Linked DNA regions of Mus musculus: region 1 is linked to region 2. Evidence: chromatin contacts called from public promoter capture Hi-C data. All regions are on one chromosome and are shown on one strand. The core of a region is the stretch at or near the end of the contact, and the rest is flanking DNA. Distances in the headings are between cores, read along the strand shown.

What was found. Promoter capture Hi-C pulls out the DNA fragments that hold promoters and counts their contacts.
Region 1: a promoter capture Hi-C map of macrophages shows a contact between it and region 2, with 6 read pairs. The contact joins the enhancer-like site here to the promoter of Prpf40b in region 2. A contact is called at or near these places in 11 of 39 promoter capture datasets (the 3T3-L1 cell line, the C10 cell line, embryonic stem cells and 6 more), 2 of 15 datasets of contacts at CTCF or cohesin (the NIH/3T3 cell line and pro-B cells), 2 of 484 Hi-C or Micro-C datasets (female germline stem cell-derived STRA8 germ cells and muscle stem cells), 8 of 115 datasets of contacts at active chromatin or transcription factors (the 230-238 cell line, the SCID.adh cell line, embryonic fibroblasts and 4 more) and 3 of 9 other capture datasets (adipose tissue, liver and pancreatic islet).

The regions. Positions count from the first base shown.
Region 1 is chr15:99,328,047-99,333,976 of GRCm38.p6, forward strand. It overlaps Fmnl3 (formin-like 3), which reads right to left. Exons shown (of 27, transcript NM_011711.2): 5 at 3,941-4,024; 6 at 1,234-1,386; 7 at 12-120. Among named protein-coding and RNA genes, the nearest start is that of Prpf40b, 36 kb to the left of the region's middle. Within about 2 kb of position 2,200, at least 33 of the 459 cell types and tissues checked have an H3K27ac peak or open chromatin away from gene starts, as enhancers often do. A contact at or near this core is called in macrophages, where this site is marked.
Region 2 is chr15:99,293,473-99,299,421 of GRCm38.p6, forward strand. Prpf40b (pre-mRNA processing factor 40B) reads left to right here and starts at 1,766. Exons shown (of 26, transcript NM_001370635.1): 1 at 1,766-1,956. It also overlaps a transcript of Fam186b not described here.

The DNA.
Region 1 (5,930 bases), core at 950-3,449, 35 kb after region 2:
TCACCCCTTACCTGATAGTTCATGATGGCTCTGAGACAAAGGATGCAGACATGGACGTCATCCTTCTGGCTCACCAGGCGGGAGTTCTTCAGGGCCCTGCGGCCAGGGAGAGTACTGTACCTGGGGGATAGGGCCAAGTGATCAGGTAGGGACAAGGCTGCTGGTGAAGGTTAGACCACCAGGCTGCCCTGTAGAAACAGCAGAAATGGAGGAAAGAAGACCTTGTACCAAATGCCAAGACAGCCAGGGTGCAGAAGGCAGTGAAGCCAGCCATTCACCTCTTTGGTACATGTCTTTGTTGGCAACTGCCCAGGGCCCCAGCTCTATACTCTGTCAAAATCATGCTAACCCCAGAGACCTCTGAAATACAAAATTGTTTTGAGGAATTTGTAGTTCTTGGGGTAGGTCACAAAGATATGCTCGTTTAGTTACATCTTTGGCACATTCAGTGGGGCAGGTGAGTCTTTGTGCTCATCTCATTCTCAAGTCCCCCAAAGGCAGAGCAGAAAACACAGGCCTTATGAAGGCTCAGGCTATGCCTGGCTCTGTATCATCTCTCTACTGCCTTAATGCTTTGTGAGAGGGGGAAGCACATACAGAATCTGCTCCTGCAAGACCAGAATGATGAGCAGTGTCCATGACACAAAATCCGAGAAGAGAAGAGTCACGAGAGAGACACAGGTCAAAGGAAAGGCTACGGATCTACAAGGACAGCCTCTGAGTAACAGGGCCTCTGCAAAGTGATCCAGTCCACCACAGGACCGCTCTTGTGAAACCACAGACAAAAGAAGGCACAACTTTGGAGAGAAAAGACCTGAAGGGGAAAGGGAAGGGAAAGGAAGGAGCCAGCGCGTAGCTGGGGCTGTTCTCTACGAGCTGATGGGAAAAGAGAGAGTTAAGGGGGAAATGGGTTTGGGGGCAGGAGCTGAACTGGCCAGTAAAGCCCAAGCCCTGCCTGAGGTCAGGAAGGAATGGCTAGGAGAGAGTGAGGACGGGGAAGGGGACAGCTGGAGCATCAGGGGGGACAGAGGAGGACCATGTACTTACCCAGGACAGACCGCTGGGCAGAGTCAGGGAGAGAGAGGACAGATCAGAGACAGGCGAACAGGCAGAGGGCAAGAGAGCTGAGCCTGGAAGCAAGAGTGGAGGGGGGAGCGTAAGCACTCACCGGGTCACCAAGACCGGGGCTGGGGCTGGGGTGGGAGGCAGGGGGCAGAGTAAGCGCGCACATACCGGAGCACGGACTGACGCGCAGAGCGAGCGAGGCTGTTGGTGAAGGGGGCCGACAGGGCGTTGGGCGGTTGCAGGTCCTCGATTGACCTGCTCCAGGACCGGAGCTTGTCAAATGCACCGTCATCACCACTCTCCAGACCCTCAAAGTCAAACCTAGAGCATGAGAGGACACGCACATGCACACACGCAGGCACATATACAAGGGAAGTTCTGTGCCAAGCCCCCAGCAAGCCCATCTCCCCCTCTTCAGGCCTCTGTGGCAAACAAAAAGCAGGGGCAGCAAGAAGAGGAGACAGAGTTAGGCATGGGAGACCTGATCCTGGTTGGAGCTACCAACGTAAGGCAGGGCAGAGGAGGCCTGGACAGCTCTAGGAGAGGGGAGTCTCAAGTCTTCTCCATGGCCCAAGGGCTGTGAGGGCTGGCAGGCTTCCTGTGCTCCCAGCCTCAAATGGGACATCTTAAATCACCATGACTCTACTTAAATATCTGTACCAAAGATGCTGGAGGGAAATGAGCCAACTGCAGGTCCTACTCAGTGGCCAGTGGCAGTGACCAAGAGACTCCGAGCACCCTAAAGTAGCCCAGCTCATCAAGAGCTGGACAGGTCTGAAAAGAAAAGAATTAGGATTCTGAAAAGCCAGAGGTGGCCCTTTAAGCTCAGCCAGTACACCACTGTCTCACACTACTAACTGCCTTCTGTGGTTTGGCTTGTTTAGCTTTGTCAGTGCTGAGGAGTGAGCCAGGGGTCTCCTGCCAGGCCAGTATGCTCATAGGAGGTCTCCTAGTGAGCTACATCCCAGGCCTAGCTCTCTTAATGGTGGATGTTTTATGACTGAGGCTTCTATGTCTTTCTCCTCATCTTCAGCTTCCCTGGAACTGGGAGCTGAGAACTGTGAAGAGGGAGGTATTCTAGCCCCTGAGGAAGTGAGTGTTGTTTCTGGTTACTTCCTGCAACAGGTCTGTTACCATAAGTAGCAGTGTCCAGAGCAAAGAGGTCAGCTGACATCACACAACACTCTCTTACATCCCCAGCCCCTATCTCACTGGTCCCTCCTGCCCTGTACCCCAGCCTCTAAGAACTGGGGCATATCTCCCAAAGGCTTTCCCCCATAGGACATTTTGCCCACTGTGAACGCCCAGTGTCAAAGGCTGGGGCTTTCTGGAACAAAGGGTACCCACAGAGGAGAGGCTGCCAGGGTCAGGAGGTGTCCTGACAGGTGGCATGTAACAGGGTGACCCAGCCATGGATCACCCCTTTCCTCTCGAGCCATTCCAAAACACTGTCTCTTGCTCCCTGGACTCTACTTTCAAAGGCACTGACTGCCCTGGACACCAAAGTGTAGTCTTGGTTTGGAGCAATGGGATTGTTTGCTTTTTCAAGAAAGACAGGCATATTTGGGGAAATGATCTATATCTTTTTACTATAAAAGTTCTGAACTAAAAATTCACTTAAGCAAAACTTCCCCATTTTTTTCTATAAAAAGATTATTTAAAGGGACAGGAGAACCGTGAAGTAGGACTTCCACAGAGATGTGGATGGGAAGCAGGTTACTCTGGCTTTAAAGAGAATGACCTGCAAGTGGGATGGGAAGCTAAACCTGGGAGACATTGCTAGGTCCCCTGGAGGAAACACACTGGACCAAGAAGAGCCATAAGGGCAGGGACAGTGGACAAGCAGATGTCTAGGCAAGGTCCAAGGCTCAAGACCCGGATTTCTGCAGACTAGGGACTTTCAGTTCGGGACCCATGGGAAGCTGAGAGCAAACCTGGACTGTCCTCCTTAGGCTGACTTGTCTAACTAAAGTGTAAGCCTGCATATGCTGCTAACTTCATTTACTATCACAGTTAGCCTTCTTTCTCTATGTCCAAAGATTAGAGGCAGGCTTATCACCTGGGTGATAACTAACAGCAGAGCAGCCACCAGGGGAGGAGGCTAAGAGGGATACACACCTTCCCATCTAATTTGTTTAGTCAGGAGGACAAAGGTACCTGAGGTTCCACAGATAGTGCACAACACAACTTTGACTCCAAAAGCTCTCATTCACTGCACCTCACCATGCTTGCTCTCCTGTGCTAACCAACAGCTAACTCCCTCCATATGAAAAGGATGTCTTGAAAATGCTCCCAAATACTTATTCGATCTGTTCGGGTCGAAGGTCACCACGCTCACTGGCCTTCCTCAACAATAGGCCTATAGTCACCCTCTCACATCTCAGGGCCCAAGCTGCCTCATGAAGACTCAATGTTGTTGAAATGATGAAACCCTAAGGAGCCTGTCTCCTGAGGATCCAGGCTATTTCCTGGAGGTCCTGCAGCCTGGTACTTGGATCACTTGGCTTCTGACTCCAAGCTCCCTTGCCGGACTGTTCTCTTCATGCTCCCTAGAACATGTCTTCTACTCCAGCTAACTTTCCAGTCCTTGCTGATGCCTGCTATTCCCTTGTCTTGCCTGCTCATGTCTGCAGCAACACTTGAGCTACTTCCTCCTGCTCTGGGGATGCCCATGCCCACCTTCTCTGTTGGAATCTCACTCTTCCTTTTTCTTTCCCACCCCACATTTCCCCCATGCTGGAGCCTGACACCTCAGCCTCAGCACATGGCAGGCAATGCTCTGCTGGCTTGCATTCCCAGCCCTCATCCTTCTTCTAAATAGATGGGGACTGTCTGCTTCCCAGTGAGTCCCCAACCTTTGCCCTGTGGTACTTACATGACAGAACACTGGGCAAATGACAGGTAATCCACCAGCACGTCCAGGCCTTTGTTCTCATCATTGAGAAACTCCCTCACCCACCTGCAGATACAGCAAACACAGTGGATGTAGTGTGCAAACTGGCTTGGTTTGGTGGAGGCTCTGACCCAGCAATCTAGCCCTCAATAAATTTGCTCTCTTGCATGCTACTGGAACCTACTATCAGGCTGAGAAAATCCTGAAAACCATAACCTATGACAGGCCCCTATGTGGTCATGCTGCCAGCCTGGACTTCCCAGAGGCAGGAGAATACATCACAAATGGGCTTCAGCCAGATGAGATTCTAGCCAGTCTCTCCTCTTGGGCCAGGTTATAACCCCATTATTTCCTGTGTCCCTTTGATCTGATACAATGCTAGGCATGAAGTCCTTTTCCACCATGTGCTGGAGGAATTGGGGAGGCATCCAGAGCATTCACCACTCACAGAGCTGGGCCTGGAAAAGCCTGCAAGTCCCTAGTGCCATAAATCTCAAAGAGAGCCTTACAGGGCCAGAGGGCTCACCGCTGAGTTCAATTTTGAGAAGCAATGAGCAAAGATGGTTGTGAGAGTTCTGTGTTCGGCTGGAGTGGGTCCGGCAGAACCAAAAAAGCTTAGGGAACATACACGCTCCAGTCATGGCTCTCCCAGGAAGATGGCAATGTGGAAAGGCAGGCAGGTGAGCAGACAGGAGGACAATGACCTGGGGCATTTTTGCTTTCCCTTTGGCCTATGCTAACTCTGGAATAAAAGTGAAGAGCAAACTCCCTTAGAATTGGTGGGGGGTTGTGACAGGTCTATTTCAGTGCAGAGACATTAAACCCCTCAGGATGGAAGCCTTGTTCTCCTGAGTACTCTAGTCCTCCTGAAATGTCCATGGAACTACATAGTCCAGCTGTGTCCAAACTGCCCTGCAGGGCTGTGTCTACCCCACAGCTGGAACACCAGCTCCATCCTGGCTAGCCACACCCGCAGCTGAGAGGCTGGCGCTAGAGCACCAGGCTTGGCTGATTTGCCAGCAAAGCTCCAGCTGAAGCTGACACTGGAGCTGCCTCAAGTTAGCTTCCTCTCTGGGGGCCGACAGGCCTCCCATTTCCTGTCTGTCTGCTCTCCAGCTCCCCACCCCCTTCTCATTTCCTGTCTGAGTCTACACTGCTATTTTAGGGATCCTGACACTTTGAGGGGAGGTTAAAGGGCACTTTGACAAGGCAGAAAACCAATACAAACCACAAGAGCTAGAGGGCCCTGGAATCCTACTCAGGCAGCCTCAGCCCAGAGCAAGAGACCCCATACACCGCGGGCCTCACTCCTGCAGGACCCCGTCCATCTGGCTGTAAGCAAAGCAGGATCCCCTTCTCACTTGGTCCTGGCCTCCTTCCACCCCTGACTAGCCTGACAAGCTTCCTGAAGAGAAGGATCCTGTCTCCTCATAGAACTACCCAGAGAAGCCTCAGATTAGATGGCACGGGCTTAACTCTTCCCTGGGAACCAAGGGCTGGGTCTAGACCTCAAACTTGTGAGCCAATGCTAAGAAGCCCTGGGGCCTGGAACTGTGCTAACCACAGGGGACTGTTTCTTTGTGCTCCTCTGCCAAGGAGAGCAGACCCCCCATCCTCCCACCAGTTACAGCAGGACTTAGAGAAGACGGCAAGGCCTGAGAGAGGCCCGGGGTGCTCAGGACTGCCACAGTGTCACTCTCAACCACACACAAAGCCTAAGTGATGCACTCTCCTAGTTTTCCTTCTGTGAGATTCTTAAGGGTGGGAGTGGGGACAGCAGGGTTTGGCCACACCTTTCTTGGTGGCTTTCCATGTCTGGGTCACAGATGACTGTAGTGTGGAAGCCATGCTTTGGCTACCACAGCGCAGCTCCCAACACCAGGAAGGGTCCCTTTCCTGTCCTCTCCTGTGCTGCTTCCCTTCTGAGTGCTGTTGCAGCTGGCTACATACAGATGTCCTCTCCCTCTAAAGG
Region 2 (5,949 bases), core at 516-3,015:
CACCTGCCTCTTCCTCCCAAGTGCTGGGATTAAAAGCGTGTGCCACCCCTGCCCGGCTCACAAAGTGCTTTTTAAAGGAGAGGCTGGAGAGATGACTCAGTGGGTAAAGACAATTGCCATCAGTCCTGATAACCTGATTAAATCCCCAGGACCCAAATTGTGGAAAGAGAGAAGTGACCCCAGAAAGTTGTCCTCTGGTTCCCACATGGGTGCAGTGAGCACACATGTGTCCCCCTCCGCCCCCCGATAAATAAATAAAATAAAAGCAAGAAAACATAAGGGAAAGAAGAGACTTTAGATTTTTTTTTAAGCTCGGTTTTGGTTTTATTTTGTTTTTGTTGTTTTGTTTTGTTTTGTTTTGTTTTGATACAGGGCTTCTTTGGGCTACACATTTCCCTGTGTATTCCTGGCTGTCCTCGAACTTGCTGTATAGACCAAGTTGGCCTCGAACTCAGAGATTTGCCTGCTTCTGCTTTCCAAATGCTCGATTAAAGGGGTACACCCACTACCACCTGACATACATTAGATTTAAAGTGCATCATGGATTTGTTATTTGAGATCACTTCAAGAAAGACAAATTAGATCTCAGGGGAAAGGGTTTCTTCCCCTCATGTCCGGCTTTTCATGACGTCCTGGGACATCATTTTAAAGATCAGGTCTCTCACTAGTCAGAAAACACAATGTAGGCTAGTTCGGCTAGCCGCTGAGCCCCAGGGATCTGTCTGCCTCTACAACTCAGTGCTGGCTTGAAGAATGAATATAAGAACTTTTAATACAACTATTGATAAAGCCAAATTGTCTATAGACATAAAGAGGTGTTTTCCTGAGTCAGGTTCAGAAACCTACAGAAGGAAACAGGCAACGTCTTGGTCTTTACCCCGGCTTTGGAGGGGTAAAGAGGTGCAATGCCTCCAACCAGGGCCAGCTGTACTAGCCCAAGAACTTGAGCATGCATGCCCATTAAGTAGCTTCGAGTTCCCTTATCTACATAACTGAACGTTTATCTCTCACTGTAGATGTTACAGAGGCAGATTCTGAAAGTAACCCAGCGCTAAGCGAGAGGCACGTACGCACTCATTTAGGGGATTTGTCGGCTTTGCCCGACACATACGGCTGCTGGCACAGGAGTTTAATTAATAGTTCTTGAATTAAGAAATTAAAACTAAAGCCGGGCGTGGTAGCGCACGCCTTTAATCCCAGCACTCGGGAGGCAGAGGCAGGCGGATTTCTGAGTTCGAGGCCAGCCTGGTGAGTTCCAGGACAGCCAGGGCTACACAGAGAAACCATGTCTCGAAAAAAACCAACAACAACAAAAAATTAAAACTAAAGAAAATACGCAGGGAAAAGAGCCGCTCTGTGAACCGCTGTAGTGCCCTCTGCGCGGGAGAAATTAATGGCTCGGTCCGGTCTGGGTGGTGGCCGCGGAGTCGCGGGCAAGAAGGGGGCTGTGAGCCGGGAGAGCCACGCCGCCCTGCGCAGCCAGCGCGCGGTCAGTCCCAGGCCCGCCCAGGCGCGCTCCGCCCCCGGGGGTGGGCCCAGGCGCGCCCCGCCCCAGGGGGCGGTCCCAGGATTCTGCGCACGTGGGGGCGGGGCCTGGCGCTCCGGGCCGGGGGCGGAGCCGGGCCGGGCACACCGGGCCGGTTGGGGGCTCCGCTCCTCGGCGAGAGCAACCGGAGCCCCGGCCACGAAGGGGTGCGACCCCCCCACTGGCCCCGCCCTCCCGGCCGAAGCCCGGCCAATCAGAGCTGTTTTTACTGGCGAGTGGGCCGAGCCGGCCCAGCTGCTCTGAGGCTCTGGCATGGTAACGTCCCCGCGCGGGGGTGGAGAGGCCCGGGGCTGTCTCACAGCGCCCCCTGCGGCCCGGGCTCGAGCCGGGGAGGCGGGAGGGCCGCCGGGGCACCCGGGACCCTGAGGGAGGGCGAGGGGACCGAGGGGTGAGGAAAAGAAGCCCTGTAGGTAGGTGGGGGCGGGGAGTGAGGGTAGAAGGGGCGGGGAGGCCATTATGGTGCATGGCGGGGGGCGGGGGGGCGGGTGCGACCGGGGGCTGAGGGGACGGAGAGCCTAGGCGCTGTGTGAGGAGGAGGAAGGGATGAAGTGAACGGTGGGTCTGTGGAGAAAGGTCGGGGGCGAAGGGAGGGCAGGCGATGGAAACCAGTTGCCAATCCTAGGCTATTTGGCGTGGCCCGTGCCCCTCCCCCAGACCCAGGCTTGTGCCTTTTGGAAGCCCCAGGTGCCCCTTTGGACCTTAGGGGACACCCTTCCTTACCCATCCGTTCTCAAAACCTGTCTCCCGAGGTTAGGAGGGACTTCTGAGGAAAGAGATGCTCCTGGTTTCCACCTCAGAACCGGAGTAGTCCAAGAAACGGAGGAGCAGAGGCCCCTGGGTCCCAACCCTGGCTCTGCCTTCAGACAGACTGTGGTAACTCTGTGTGACCTTGGGCAAGTCACTACCTTTCTCTGGGCCTTGAATTTCCCATTGACTTTTAAAAAGGAAAATGGGCAGTATGATAAACGGACTCTCCATCCGTTGCAGAAGGGGGCGGGATTTGAGGAGGGAATTCAGGCGAAGGGGTTCTAGGATGCGTCAAGCAGGAGGATGTTGGAGTGGAGACCTTCAGCTTGACTGGGGAAAATTTCTCGGGATTTACGGATAAGAGATTTAAAGCTTGCAAGGCTGGGTCCTGGCAGGCCTGGGCCTTGGGAATCCCGTTGGAGAAATGGGAGAACTCTATAAATAGAGGAAGTTGAACCCTGGAAGTTCAAAAACGATGAGAACCAGAAGTAACAACATTCTGTTTCTTCGGGAGAGTGAAGAGGTGATGGAGGATCAGAAGCAAAATGTTGTATTCTAGAAAGATCTCTAGGCTCTTTGTGGGGAGCAGAAGAAATGCTAGGGCTTACACACCAGAGTAGAGGCTAGGAAGTAGGTGGGGGAGGGGCTGGACCTATTTGGGCTCTGCAGGTCAGTGGAGACAACAGGGTGCTAGAGCTCAGCTGTTCTTTGCAGCGCTCTGCATTGAACCTAGGGCCTTGTTAATGCCGGCAAGAACTGTAGTGCTGAACTACTCTGCCAACCCCGTTTCTTTTTGATGATGGCTGCCTCTCTTTGAGAAATATGCCTCTTAGCCTTCATTTTCTTACAGTTCCTTTGGTGAATAAGTCAGTCCAGGCCTACCTAGGATCACCTGGTTGTCTCAGAATCTCAGGATTGGGATTAAAAAAAATGAGGCTAAGAAATGTCATCTGTGCCATCCTTCTTTCTGGGAGGCAGCTTTATGGGGTCGGACTGCTTGGATTCCAAACCTGCCTCCGCCGTTTAATCTCTGAGAACTGTAGCCACGAAGTAACCTGTTAGAACCCCAGCTTCTCCATGAAATGGGGATACTTTCTCAGAAGGTTGTGAGGATTAAATGGACATGTGGTGTGACTCTGGCTCATAATATGCACCCAGCAAACATTACTGTTAGCCGTGATCTCTGTTCTCTTCCCTGTCTCTCTATTTTTGTCTTTTTCCCTGTTCTTCTGAGTGCTCAGTTCTGAGCTACCCCTTAGATCTGAAGGCTGAGAATTGATTACATCTTGTATCAGGATGCTTCCATTGGTCTCCCTGAATATATGATGACTAGATGGCCAATAGTCTCAGTATTGACTCTCCCCTGCCCTACAATGTGTGTTCTGTTCCGGGGAAGACTGACAAATCTGCTTGTCTTTAGCTTTCTTTCTACTGTCCTTTTGCACTGGTCACTTCAGAGTCCACTCAGAAGTGTTACCGTCCCAAAGTTGTATTGGTATTGCAGCAGGTGAGAGGAGCAGAAAAGAAAGGACAGCACAGGGGGAGGGAGGGAAGACTCTAAAAGGTCCATGGTCATTTCCATTCATCCCATCCCTCTGTCTTCCCTGGGTAACTGAGTAAAATGGGCCAGGGTTTGAATTCTGTCCAGAAGTCTCCATACAGTTAGCTTTCTATCATGTAACTTTTCCCATATGAGTATTTGATACCTGCTGCCTTCCACCAAGGTAAAGGATCTCTATTTTACATGTTTCTATTACCGATTATACTCAAGAGAATTTACACAAACAAATGAGTGCAAACAGTATTTTAGGTAGTATCCAAAAATCCACCAAGGTTAGGGATGAGATGGTGTCATCAAAGCACTTCAGGTGGAGGGCCACCCTGTCTAGACAGTTGGGGAGTTTGAGAAAGAGAAAACCTAGGCTGTCGAGATGGCTTAGTGGCTTAAGTGCTTGCTGCAATGGCAGAAGGATTGGAGTTCAGATCCCCAGAACATACAAAATGCTCAGCTCCTTGTAATTCTAGCCTTTAGTGCAGAGACTGGATCACCAGAGTATGACAGCTAGTGAGACTGGCTTTATCAGTGAGCTCCGAGTTTGGTTGGGAGACCTGGCTCTCCCCAAGGAATAGGGTAAAAGATTGATGAAGGATAAAGGATAATTCCTAACATCAGCTTTGGGCCTCTGCATGCTCATGTGCCTCCCATGTCCTCAGACATTATGAAATGGGGAAAGAAAGAAAGCTCACTTCCAAAATGTAGCACACTGGATTGGAAAGGCAGGCACTCTCAGAAGCCCAGTAAACATTCACAGAGGTACAAGCGACTGCCAAGTGGTGTGCTTGGTCCTAAGAGGACAGAGTGTGTGGGTGTGCGGGTGTGGGTGCTCGGGTGTGCGGTAATGTGAAAGTAAAACAGAGTGAACTTTGGATCATCTTGAATAAAATGAGAGAAATCTAACAATTCCTGTACAGAAAGTTAACTAGGAAGCCCTGGCCTCAGGATGGGCCAGATGTGGAACTGCCTGTAGCGAAAGGCTTTGGATGGTAGATGAAGAGAAAAAAGTATTTATTTATTTATTATTATTATTATTTTTTTAGATAGTGTTTCCTCCGTGTAGTCCTGGCTCTCTTGTAACTCACTCTAGAATCTGTGGTCTTGAACTCAGAAATTCACCTGCTTCTGCCTCCCAAGTTCTGGGACTAAAGGTGTATGCCACCATGCCCAATTTACTAATTTATATATTTATTTTGAGATAGGGTCTCCCGCTGTAGCTTTGGCTGTCATGGAACTTGATTCAAGATAGCCTTGAATTTTCGGAGATCTATCTGCCTTTGCCTCCAAACTTAAAGGCATATGCCAAATTAAGAACACCTGACTCTAAGTCGAGGAATTTTATAGGGCAGGCAGTAGGCACCACTGTTTATTCTTAAGATGAGGTTTGAATCTTGATGATTTAGTCACTTTCAGGGAAGGTTGGTATGAAAACACTGCTTTCTGTGGCAGGCACTGTGCTTCTAGGGAGGACAGATGGGATTTAGTTGGCTCATCTGAAGCCAGCTGTGGGACTGACACACCATTTACAATTACTCTGTCTGACCTTTCTCACATGCTAAGAGAGGAGTGCCGATGTGTGAAGTGGCATTCCTTTAAGTCCAGCACTTGGAGATGGAGGCAAGAAGATCAGGAGTTCAGGACCAGTCAGTCCAAGCCACCCAAGCCACTGTCTCAACCAACCTTGGCACATGGCTATAATCCTAGCACTTGGGAGGCTGAGGGAAGAGGGTTGTTTGGTTGTAGGTTTGAGGCTAGAGTTAGAGTGGGGTATAGAGCGAGCGAGTCCTAGCCAGCCTTACTATAAAGTGATAACCTGTCTCATAGAAGGTTTCGGGAACATTTGGGGGATATTCAGAGTCTCCTCCAGCTCTAAATTGTGTTTTCTTTATAAGGAGGCCTTATCAGAGGCCACCGAGTTTGGCAGGACTTGCCAAAACCAAGTCAATGACCTGCCCCACTTTAATTTTTCTATAATGTCTATTACTCATTTGGATGACAGAGCATGTGCTACAGTGCATGTGTGGGGGGAAAACAGGGGAAAGTTGTGAATCAGTTCTGTTTCTGCTGTGTGGGTCCTAGGAGTCAAATGCAGGTCCTCAGA